Regions from separate parts of the Ovis aries genome. Here region 2 is linked to region 1. The links are chromatin contacts, called in public Hi-C maps. All regions are on one chromosome and are shown on one strand. The core of a region is the stretch at or near the end of the contact, and the rest is flanking DNA. Distances in the headings are between cores, read along the strand shown.

What was found. A called contact is a pair of places that touch in the nucleus more often than the background predicts.
Region 2: a contact with region 1 is called in a Hi-C map of tail adipose tissue, with 2.0 times the contacts expected there. The contact joins the promoter of SOCS1 here to the enhancer-like site in region 1. A contact is called at or near these places in 5 of 16 Hi-C or Micro-C datasets (blood, hypothalamus, liver and 2 more).

The regions. Positions count from the first base shown.
Region 1 is chr24:10,377,651-10,383,233 of ARS-UI_Ramb_v3.0, forward strand. It overlaps CLEC16A (C-type lectin domain containing 16A), which reads left to right. Exons shown (of 22, transcript XM_060405630.1): 22 at 1-3,377. The coding sequence ends at 275. Among named protein-coding and RNA genes, the nearest start is that of SOCS1, 57 kb to the right of the region's middle. Within about 2 kb of position 3,266, at least 6 of the 54 cell types and tissues checked have an H3K27ac peak or open chromatin away from gene starts, as enhancers often do. A contact at or near this core is called in tail adipose tissue, where this site is marked.
Region 2 is chr24:10,434,629-10,440,211 of ARS-UI_Ramb_v3.0, forward strand. SOCS1 (suppressor of cytokine signaling 1) reads right to left here and starts at 2,515. Exons shown (of 2, transcript XM_042239945.2): 1 at 2,399-2,515; 2 at 1-725. The coding sequence starts at 2,474. The coding sequence ends at 22.

The sequences.
Region 1 (5,583 bases), core at 2,016-4,515:
GGCCCGGCAAGAGCCTGGCGAGGAGCACGGACATGGAGCCCGTCACCCTGTCGCCCAGCCTCACCCCCGCCCAGCAGCCCACCATCTCCCTGCTCTGCGAGGACGCTGCAGACACGCTGAGCGTGGAGTCGCTGACCCTCGTCCCGCCCGTCGACCACCACAGCCTCCACGCCCTCACCGGCATCCCGCCGCCACCCTCGCCAGCCACGGTGGCCACAGAGGCCCCGGGCTCGGGGGCTGGGCAGCCAGAGCCAGCAGACCCCGCCGAGCCCTGAGCTGGCCACCTTCAACGTGCACGTGTGCGTGTGCGTGTGCGGCCCCGCTGGCAGGGACCTGGACCGGCTGACCCCACTCCGGGAACAGCCACAGTTCTTCTCGGCCCCAGGGAGCACTTCAAACCACCCTCGGGCTCCTCTGCTCCAATTCTAATCCCCCTATGACTTCACACCTCTTTGAGTGCAGGCTGGGACCAGTGGCAACACCCCCAGGGAACCCAGATCATCCTACAGCCGCCTCAGGGAGGGGGCTGGGCTCCTGGTCTCAGAGCCCTCGGCCCTGGGGGCGGGGGGGTGCAATGGCAGGACCCATCAGCAGCACTCGGTTCATCAGCCAGCCCTTCCCCTGTCTTGGAGGTCCTCTGCCACCACCCACAGTGTGCAGAGAAGCAGCGGACGTGGTCACTTCTTGTAGAAATTTCTAGAAAAGCGAACTTCGATAAACACCTCCTTGCTTTTGGCAGCAGATGAAAAACAGCTATTTTAAAAGTTAAAAAAAAAAAAAAAAAAGAAACGTCCTCCGCCCTAAGGTTTGATGTCATGTTAAAAGTGTAATATTCCTGTAGAGATTTCGTTTTCATTTTCCCTTGAAGTTCCCAGGATTTGCGGTTTAGAGTTTTCTGTCTGGCCTTCTCCATTGTCTTAAGGGATTCTGACTTCTTTGTTTCTCACTAACCCGGTGAGCCTGTGGAATGATAGAAATTCTTCTGAAAAGTTTAAAGTATTGTTTAAGCATAAATAACGGAGAGACACGTATCCTCAGGTACATACAGAGCTGAGAGGGCCATAAGTTTCTCTGCTGTGGCAGCCCAGGGCGTCACCCAGATCTTTCCATGAAAGGGGGACTGTGGTCAGGTCCCCTCCCCATCCTTCTGGACTAAAACCAAACAGGACAGCTTTCCAGCATGGCCTTCAATTGTCACCATCTCTCCACTTGCCTAAGAACTGTGTGGGACTGCAGGGACTCTGGCCTCTGAGGCTCTGATGGAAAGAAAAGGTCATGGAAACCGTGCTCCAAGGCTGCTGCTCAGCTGTGTGGGTGCCCACAGGCAGGAACACCCCAAGGGTCACCCCCTGCCCAGCAGCGAGGACATGATGTCCTAGGAGCCTGGGTTTTGTCCCTCTTCCTCTCAGCTGCTGCTGTAAAGATGCAAGCTCATTTGTGTTTGGTTTGGTTTTGTAATGAAAACCCCTGGCTCCTTCTCCATTTGGGCTTGGTGTGTGCAGACCAGGTCTCCTCTATCCGATAAAGCTCCCAAGATGTTCTTTCTGCTCAAACCAGGCACAGCCAAGCGACCCTCACCTCACTGATCCATGTTCAGACCTTGCAGAATTGGCTTCCACGTGTTCCCACAAGAGTGTGAGCACCCACCGTGTCAGCACTGGCCGGGCTGGGTTATCAAGCGGCCTCAGAAAATGCTACGCAAACTCACCTGTTAGAGGACCCCGTCCCCCTCGCCTCCTCCTCCATCTGCAATCAGGCAGGGCCTGCCTGGGCAGAGTCAGCCTCCTGAAGGAAACACCCGGTTCCCACGAGGAAGGGGCATGGCATCTGCGGGACAGGTCTTTCCAGCCATCAGAAGCCCCTGGGCAGGTGAGACCAGCCAGCACCATCAGGGGAAAAGACCCAGCTCAGACAGGGCCATTTCGGCAGAAATTCCAGGGGCCCCAGCAAGGAGGGACAAGCCATGACCTTCAGCGGAGCCCTCCAGAAAGGACAGGCAACGGGGACAGAAGGATGGAGAAAGTGTGTGTTGTCAAGGGGGAACCCCACTGGTGCCCCTGCTGGATGAGGCGCAGGATCACTCCGGAGCCCCCCACTTCTACTTTTGAAACGATTTTGGAGCAGCAGAAAGGAGGAAAGGCCAGTGGCATTATTCTGAGGAAGAAGCCCAGGCAGGTGGACCCAGCCCTTCAAGCTCTAAAGGAGCAAGGTCTCAGCCAGCAGGGACCACATGCCCGGAAGGACCCGGGGCAGCATCGCCGGGCGGGAGAGCTAAACGAAGACCGGCCTCCGTGGGCTGTTGAGCAGAAGGTGCGATCAGGCCAAGCTTCCACCCCATGCCTGGCCCAGGGGCAGACCTCTCCCTAGGTGGGCTCGCAGGGTTGGTCCCGGGCCGCCCAAAGCCTGCTGGCAGCCAGATCCCCACTGTCTGGGCAGCACTGGGCACAGCCGTGTCTTCAGGAGCACCCCTGAAAAGCGAACAGTGGGGGCACCTCCAGAGGGGCCCTTCTAGACAGCAGGCACTGGGTCTCCGGGGCAGAGAGAGTTAGAACCAGGAATACTTGGTGAGCCTGGGGTGGGCGGGGGCCATGGCCACGTGACACGTGGGTACCAGACTCAGATCACCCATCCCTCCATCTCCACATCCTGTCCCTCCAGAGACCCTCCCCAAGTCCACATCAGGCCCGTTGGGTTTGTCAAGTCAGGAGCAGAGCTGGTCACATCTACCCCCAAATATCAGCTTTGAAAGTGGCTAGGGAAAAGCACGTGTTTCTGGTTTGCCAGCAGGGGCGCCTCAAAGTCAGACAGCCACGTGCTCCCCCACCCACCCGGGAGGGGGTATTGATTGTCCTGTGGTACCAGGACAGACCCTGCAGCACCAGACCCTCTGTGCCCCCTTGCCCCTCCAGGCCTGCCCTGCTTGCTACTCTGCAGAAGGCAGCTCGCCGCACTCCCCCAGACACCTGCCCTGCAACCAGCGGCTGAGTGACGGAATGCACCTCTCTACAGACATACACTAGATTTCCCTAAGGTCTCAAGATGCACTGGTCCAAAAGGCTTGAGGCGGGGTGAGGACCAACACTCACCTTCTTTTCTAGACGCAATAAATAAGAAATATTTAATGTAGTCACAATGACAGGGGGCGGAAACTGTAAGGGTTCCTTATGTTCCTCCGAGTTGAAAATATGTAAATAATTCTTGTCCCGGGGTGGAGTGGGATTGAGAAACCTCATGCTTTCTGGGCCTCGGGACCATTCCAGGGAAGTACCTGCTCTCGCCAGCATGACTCATGCTTCGTGGGTACTGAACACAAGGGTGGAAATGAAAACTGGAACTTCCTTGTAAATTTGAATTTGGCAATAAAAAAAAAAAAAGAGTTAGCAAGAATGTGGCCGCTGCTCCTTGGCTCTGTGGCAGGAAGGCCACAGCCCAGCAGAGGGGAAGGTTCTCGGCAGTCTGACACCCCTGCCCTATCGGAGCTGCCGGGTAGGGTGCAGCCACTGGGTCCTCCCCGCCCCCACCCTGGCCAGGTACCCCCAGTTCCCGAAAGGAGGGCCGGGGAGAACACCTCCGAAAAGAGTTCCCAAGCCCCGGCAGGTCGGGTGCCATGAGCCTGGAGAGTCTGTCAGCTGCTGGGCTCCATCTGCGCCTCACCTTCCACAGCTAGAGAATGGGCTCGTGACATCCCTGCCTCGTAGGCTGAGCATGGGGCCCGGTGCAATGTTGCTGCACCTTGGGCTCCCCACCGAGGACAGTTGGGTGAGGTTGTGCCGGGAGGTGCTTTTCCCGGGCAGCATGGGCTCTGGCAATCCCTAGAGGTGGCATCACAGGTTGTCCTCAGAACTTGTGACACTCCAGCTTCAAGCTGGCCCAGAAACAGCCGGAACCTCTGAGCCTCGAGGTAAAACCCAAGTTGAGCAAGGCATAATGGGGGCTCCCTGCTCGTGCAAGGGTTGAGGCGATGCCAAGAGAAGGTGGGGGCCCCTGCTCTGTAGCCAGCCTGACACTGGCCGCCAGCAGGCCTCCCTTCCCCAACAGGCCCGGATTCCTCCCCTGAAGCCTGCCCACGAGGCCCAGGGCTGAGGTTGGACCCCGCTCTGCAGCAGGGCCTGCAGGGTGCCCAGCACAGGTCCAGGGATTTCATTCGTGACGTGAAATGCTGGAATAACTTCAGTCTCGAAAAAGGCACTTGCTGGAAAGATCCCCCCCAGAGAGAAGGTGGAAGACCGGCCTTGGGGCAGCAGCTGTCGGCTCCCTGCCTGCAGAGGGTCTCAGAGCCTCGCTGGGCCGGGCCCTGGGCTGGGGAGACAGGCCCCAGGAGCCCAGGGAGAGACCCACAAGCACCCACCTGCAGCGCACACTTCCTGCGAATGAGGAAACAGGCCTGTGGGCTCCTCCAGGCACAGCCCACCCTTCATTTCGTGCTGCCCCCGGGCGGCCAGGCCGAGCGCCCCAGGCTCTTTACAGGAAGGAGGGAATGGGTGTTGGAATCATCTGGATGCGGTTCACAGTCTGGCACCACGGGCTGCCCCAGGCCCGGCCAGGGAGAGCCAGAGACGGTGTCAATGGGAGAGTCCTGTGGGCAGCTTGCCTCAGAGGGTGCCCTGCGGACCGTGGCCTTTTCCTCCTCAGCCTCCCGGTTCTTCGGGCAGTACCAGCCTCTCCTCAGGAGGCAGAGTCTGGAGCCAGGTCACCGCTGCAGGCTTGGGGTGCAAACCAAGGGCGGGAACAGGCTGCAAAGCAAGGGCGGGAACCTGCTGCTACATGGGTTGTTTGGCTCATGGAGAGAACCGGGGGTCTGCAAGGGTGAAGTGCTGCACCCAGGGCAGGCGGCCTGGGAGCCTGGGGCTCTTGCCATGAGACTCTCAGGGGCAGCTTCCGCCACTCCCCTTGCTGGGCCTGCCTGGTGGCCATGGGCCAGTCGCTGCATCTCCTGGTCTCCGGTTCTGTGTGAGGCAGGCTCAGGAGCCCCCAGCTGCATGTACCCTCTGACTGCAAGGGGCCCAGGGTTTCCTCAGGAGTCTGCCTCGGGGAGGGTGACTGGCAGGCCCAGCCCAGCCTCCTCTGACGGTACCTGGAAGATGGAAGGGTGTTTGGGAGGGAGGGGGCAGCATCTTGTCCCTGAGTGACCTTGCATCCCATGTGGAGGACCATTTCCCAGCTGGCCGCCTGCTGGAACCCCTCCCTCTGTGGTCCTGCCTCCTCGCCGCCCTTCAGGGCGATGGGAAAAAAAAACCCTCACCATCTGAAGTGCTTTTCTCCAAAGGAAGATAGGTTTGAATCACCACACCGGGAACAGGTGGGGCTTCCTGGGAGCTGCCTAGTGTGCAGATGAGGCCTGGTGGGGCCGCCCCCCGCCCTGAGCCTCAGCTTCCCTCCCCCAGCTCAGCCCTGCCGTGGCCCACCAGTCCCCACCAGTCCTCCTCCTGGGCCACGGCCGTCCAGCCCAGCCCGGCTTCCCTCCAGAACGGTAGCAAGTACCCACCTTGAACCACCCTTACTCAACACCTGAATGTCACTGCCACCTGAAACCACCTCCCTAGTTAATTCAGACCTCATATCCGTGCCAAGGGTCCCACTCTG
Region 2 (5,583 bases), core at 1,265-3,764, 56 kb after region 1:
AATGCTGCGGTGCGCGGCCGGTCAGATCTGGAAGGGGAAGGAGCTCAGGTAGTCGAGGAGGACGGGGTTGAGGGGGATGCGCGCCAGGTTCTCGCGGCCCACGGTGGCCACGATGCGCTGGCGGCACAGCTCCTGCAGCGGCCGCACGCGGCGCTGGCGCAGCGGGGCCCCCAGCATGCGGCGCGGAGCCGCCACGTAGTGCTCCAGCAGCTCGAAGAGGCAGTCGAAGCTCTCGCGGCTACCGTCCAGGTGGAAGCGGCCGGCCTGGAAGTGCACGCGGATGCTCGTGGGGCCCGAGGCCATCTTCACGCTGAGGGCGAAGAAGCAGTTCCTCTGTCGGCTGTCGCGCACCAGGAAGGTGCCCACGGGCTCGGCGCGCAGCCGCTCGTGCGCTCCGTGCACGCTCAGGGGCCCCCAGTAGAAGCCGCAGGCGTCGAGGAGCGCGCTGGCGCGGGTGATGCGCCGGTACTCGGCGTGCGAGCGGAACGTGCGAAAGTGTGTATCGCCGGGGGCCGGGGCCGCGGCCGCCGGGCAGGGCCGCAGGCGCGCCGGGGCCGCGGACGAGGGCGAGGAGGTGGAAGAAGAAGAGGAGGAGGAAGAAGGCTCTGGCCGCCGTCTGGGCTCTGCTGCCGTAGAGATTGCATTGTCGGCTGCCACCTGGTTGTGTGCTACCATCCTACACGCGGGGCCGGCCGGAGGGGTGGGCCATAGCGTCCGGGGGTGCGCTGATGGGGGAGACAGGCAGTGAGCAGGGAGTCCGGGTGAGACTGGGCAGGTGAGGGCCCGCGAGGCAGCTCGGGAGGGGCGGGGCCCTGGGCTGAGCCGCTCCTAAAGGGCCGAGGGCTCAAGCCTGCGTCCGCGCGGCCCTTTGAGCCTCAGTGGACTCATCTAGAAAATGGGCTTGCTGGCGGGTGGGAGCTCGGCGGCGCGCTGTGCCGCCTCCGAGTCCGAGTCGAGAAGGGGGCGTGGAGAGAAGCGCCGAGCAGAAGCCTGTCCCGGACTCGGGCCACCGGGTCCTCGGCTCACCGCCCCGCGGCTGCCGCCTGCCGGCCAGGGCGGGAACGGGCGCCTCGTCCGGGCGATTCGGGCAAAAAAGCAGGAGAAAGCGGCGCTGCGGGTACCCCAAGCGCGGGGTCCGCCAGGCTGGGGCCCGCAGGGGCCAGGGGCGTGGCGGCCGCGACCCCACCACGCAGCCCCCGAGGCCGCCCCGGCCCCGGGCGGTCCCGTGCGTTCCTCCCCTCTCCCTCTAGCTTCGTCGCCCAGCGTCCGTCTCACCTGGCGGCGGGGCGCGGGGCGCCGCGGGCGGGGCGGCGGGGGTCTCCGGGGCGGCTCTCGCGCATGCTCCGGGGCCGGGAGCCGTGCAGCTGCCACGGCCGCAGCTCTTTCTGCTGCGCGCCCGCCCCTGCACCAGTCTTTTAAACCGGCTCTGAGGCTTGGGGCTTGCGAGGCCCCGCCCCTGCCGGCTCCGCCCCCTCCAGGCCCGCCCTTCCGCGCCACTTTCGGTTTCTTTTTCTGCGCACCGCGGTGGCGGGCGCTACTCGACTTTTCCCACAAATCCGGGACCCCTCCTCGGGGAGGTCCCCCAGCCCTGACCTAGCCTCGCACCTGTCTAGGACCGGTCTGTCAAGGTCTCTAGCACTGCCCTTGAATCTCCGGGGCACTTCTCAGCACCCTCCCTTTCGGACCTGGCGGCTCTCCGGTGCCCCCACTGCCTTCGGTCGCAGATTTCTTCAGGCAAGCCCATTAGGATACTCCGGACTGGCCCTGACACACCAGTCACCTCCGCCAGGTGTCTCAGCACCCATCTCTGGTAGACCTCTGTCCTCTACTCTGGAGCCGGACACATCCACCCTATCCTGGGGTCTCACCTGGGACCCCTCGGGACTGCTGCCTCCATCGCCCTGCCCCCCCTCGTCCTGGAGCCTCTAGATGGCCGCATCCGCATCCCTCCCTGCCTGTCTCTGTCCCTGGTCTTGTCTTAGGGTTCCCAGGAAGCGGCGGGTTGACCACAGGCTTCGGAGGAACCCTTTGGCTGCGCGGGAGGGGTACCTCGACTGCGAGCCCAGTTCCTTGGAAACCGGGTGGGGCCTGGCAAGGTCCCCGGCGGCCTTGGCCTGCCTTTTCTCCTGCCAGATAGCTGGAGAAACTGAGGCCCGGTGACTGGCAGAGGGGGAGCTCCAAACGAGGCACACCCTGCTCGCTTTTATTTGGGGGAGAGAAGGGAGCAACTGGGCACCTCTAAATGCACTTTGGAGCCCAGGGGAAAGAGAGTTCATTTTCAGATGTGATCATTGCAGAAGCCTACTCTGAGCTTTCCTGGCCAGCCCCTCCTCTTCCTCCCTCCTCTCTTACAGATCCCACCCCCCTGCCCCCAGCTGCTCCCTCCCCACACTCATACCTCGGGTCTTGGAATGATGGGGTACCCGTAACGGTTTGTTCGTTTGTGTATGATGCTGTCTGTCATAGAAGGGCATGGAGTAGGTGCCTAGCTAGTACATGTATTTCTGAACGAAAGAAAGAACAAATGAGCTTGGGGGCCGGCTGGTGGGTGGTGAATCTCACAGCCTGGAGGGGTCAGGCGGAGTAGCTAGGTTTGGCAGGGTCCTGCCCAATGCTGGCACACACTGCCCTCTACAGGCAACTCTCAGGCCGCAGCGCAGCTTTGCCGCTTGGCTCCTAGCCCTGGCGCCAGGTCCTCCTGCCAGCCTCCCTGGCGCTTTCCTCCCCTGACCCCGGGCAGAGCCCAGGATCCCCGTGTTTCCTGGTGAACACAAGAGCATGGCCCAGAACCCACCTTGTGTAGGATCCCACTGTCTCCCGGAATCCGTGTGTGTGTGTCTGTGTGTGTGTGTGGCAGCAGCTGATGTTGGTTGTTGATGTGGTCGTCCTGGGTGTGTGTGTGTGTGTGTGTGTGTGTGTGTGTGTGTGTGTGGCAGCAGCTGATGTTGGTCGTTGATGTGGTCGTCCTAGGGATGTGTGTGTGTGTGTGTGTGTGGCAGCAGCTGATGTTGGTCGTTGATGTGGTTGTCCTAGGGGTGTGTGTGTGTGTGTGTGTGTGTGTGTGTGTGTGGCAGCAGCTGATGTTGGTCGTTGATGTGGTCGTCCTGGGGTGTGTGTGTGTGTGTGTGTGTCTGTGTGTGTGTGTGACAGCAGCTGATGTTGGTCGTTGATGTGGTCGTCCTGGGGTGTGTGTGTGTGTGTGTGTTGGCAGCAGCTGATGTTGGTCGTTGATGTGGTCGTCCTGGGGGGGGGGTGTGTGCGTGCGTGTGTGTGTGTGTGTGTGTGTGTGTGTGTGTTGGCAGCGGCTGATGTTGGGCGTTGATGTGGTCGTCCTGGGGTGTGTGTGTGTGTCTGTGTGTGTGTGTGACAGTAGCTGATGTTGGTCGTTGATGTGGTCGTCCTGGGGTGTGTGTGTGTGTGTGTGTGTTGGCAGCAGCTGATGTTGGTCGTTGATGTGGTCGTCCTGGGGTGTGTGTGTGTGTGTGTGTGTGTGGCAGCAGCTGATGTTGGTCATTGATGTGGTCGTCCTGGGGGGGGGTGTGTGCGTGCGTGTGTGTGTGTGTGTGTGTGTGTTGGCAGCGGCTGATGTTGGGCGTTGATGTGGTCGTCCTGGGGGTGTGTGTGTGTGTGGCAGCAGCTGATGTTGGTCGTTGATGTGGTCGTCCCTGGGGGGGGGTGTCTGTGCGTGTGTGTGTGTGTGTGTGTTGGCAGCAGCTGATGTTGGTCGTTGATGTGGTCGTCCTGGGGGTGTGTGTGTGTGTGTGCAAGGGCATGAGAAGGTGCAGAGCCATGCCTGTGCCAGTGTTCGGGTGCTGTGGTCAGCCCGGAGCGCCTGCGGGGGGCTGCCCTGCAATGGGTAGCAGCACAAAGCAGTGGTTGGAAGCTGGACTCTGGCCGCAGTCTGCCTAGTTTCCAATTCTAATTTTGCAACTTTCTGTCCCTCTGACTTTGGACGTGTAATTAACTCCCTTGCCTGGTTTCCTCATCTCTGAAGGGGGTAATAACATCTCCCTCAGAGTGTGGGGATTAAAAGAGTGATTAGGGGTCATGTGCTTACACCAGTCCCTGGTGCATCAGAGGCATTCAGTAGGTGATTGCTTTTGCTGCTGTTGTTCATCGGCGGCCGTCAGCAGCTGTGACAGCATATTGGAGCTCATGGCTTCATGTTAGAAGTCCTAGTGCGAGGAAAGCAGGCCATAGACAGCATGGGTGGAGTGAAAGGAGAGCGTTGCATGGGGGTTAACCAGGCCCCTGGCTGCTGGCAGCGGGGAGACACAGCACCTCCTTCTCACTCGAGCTGGAGGCGGGTGGTCCAGGCCCAGAGAAGGCAGCCAGGCTGGGCTGGCTCCTGCGTGACTTGTCTTCCTGCCAGCATGTCTCCTTGCCCAGAGCAGATCTATGTCTGATGGCCCATATGCCCCCTACCACTCATTGACAGCCCAGATGGCTGTTTCGAAGAGTTCCCTCTTATTCCTGAGCACTAGGACCTCCTCCTCTGACCCCCTACTTGTTGCCACATGCCCACCCATCCCCACGGAGCCCCCTTCTTCATTTCATTTACTGTTACCTGTGATGTGTTAGGTTCTTCCCAAGTGGCACTAGCGGCAAAGAACCCGCCCACCAGTGCAGGAGACATAAGAGACGTGAGTTCGATCCCTGGGTCAGGAAGGTCCCCTGGAGAAGGAAATGGCAACCTGCTCCAGTATTCTTGCCTGGAGAATTCCATGGACAGAGGAGCCTGGCGGGCTACAGTCCATGAGGTCGCAAAGAGTCAGACGTGACAGAGGCGACTTAGCACACACATACGTGATGTACTGGCCTAAACTAGCTGGATAATAAATACAGTCCTTAGACCATTAGACTGACACAACGATCCAATCTGCCCCATTTTACAGATAGAGAAACTGAGGGGGGAGTCACTCGCCCAGGGGCACACAACTCAGAAGGGGCAGGGCGGAGGTTCACACCCAGGAGCTCAGACCCTAAAGCTTTCACCCGTTTGCTGTGCTATAGATTTCCTTCCCACCTCCTCTCCCCACCCTCTGCCCCAGCTGGATTCCTGGTGGTCTCCAATCCTGGTCTGTCTTCTGGTGAAACAGTAGATATCAAGGAAATAAGAGGGATGCATTTGCATCCTAAGCCTGCCTGGGGAGGAGTGAGGACCATTCTGCTGATTTCCCTCCTGTTTGTAAGATTGGGGAGACTCCAATCTTGGCAGCCAAGCCTCTGTCTCCCCGTTTTTGGCTCTGGGCCCTTCTGAGTCTCAGTTTTCTTGCCTGTACGGTAGGCTTGGCCTCTTCCTCCCCCCGCCCCAAGCAGATTCTGGTTGTGCAAGAGCAGTGAGCCAAGCATAAGTTGCCAAGCACACGTGGGTTCTCCTCACCACCGATGGTGACAGTTACTACCACTTTGGTTTCATTTTCTAAAGCCCTGAGTTCAAAATGAAACCAAATCCAGATACCAAAGGGAAAAAGAAATACGCTGATTGACAAGCTTCCGTCTCCTGGGCTGTTCTCCTTGGAGGGCCTGCCCTAGACTCGCAGGAAGCTGGGCCATGTGCCGTGGAGACCACAGGCCAGCCAC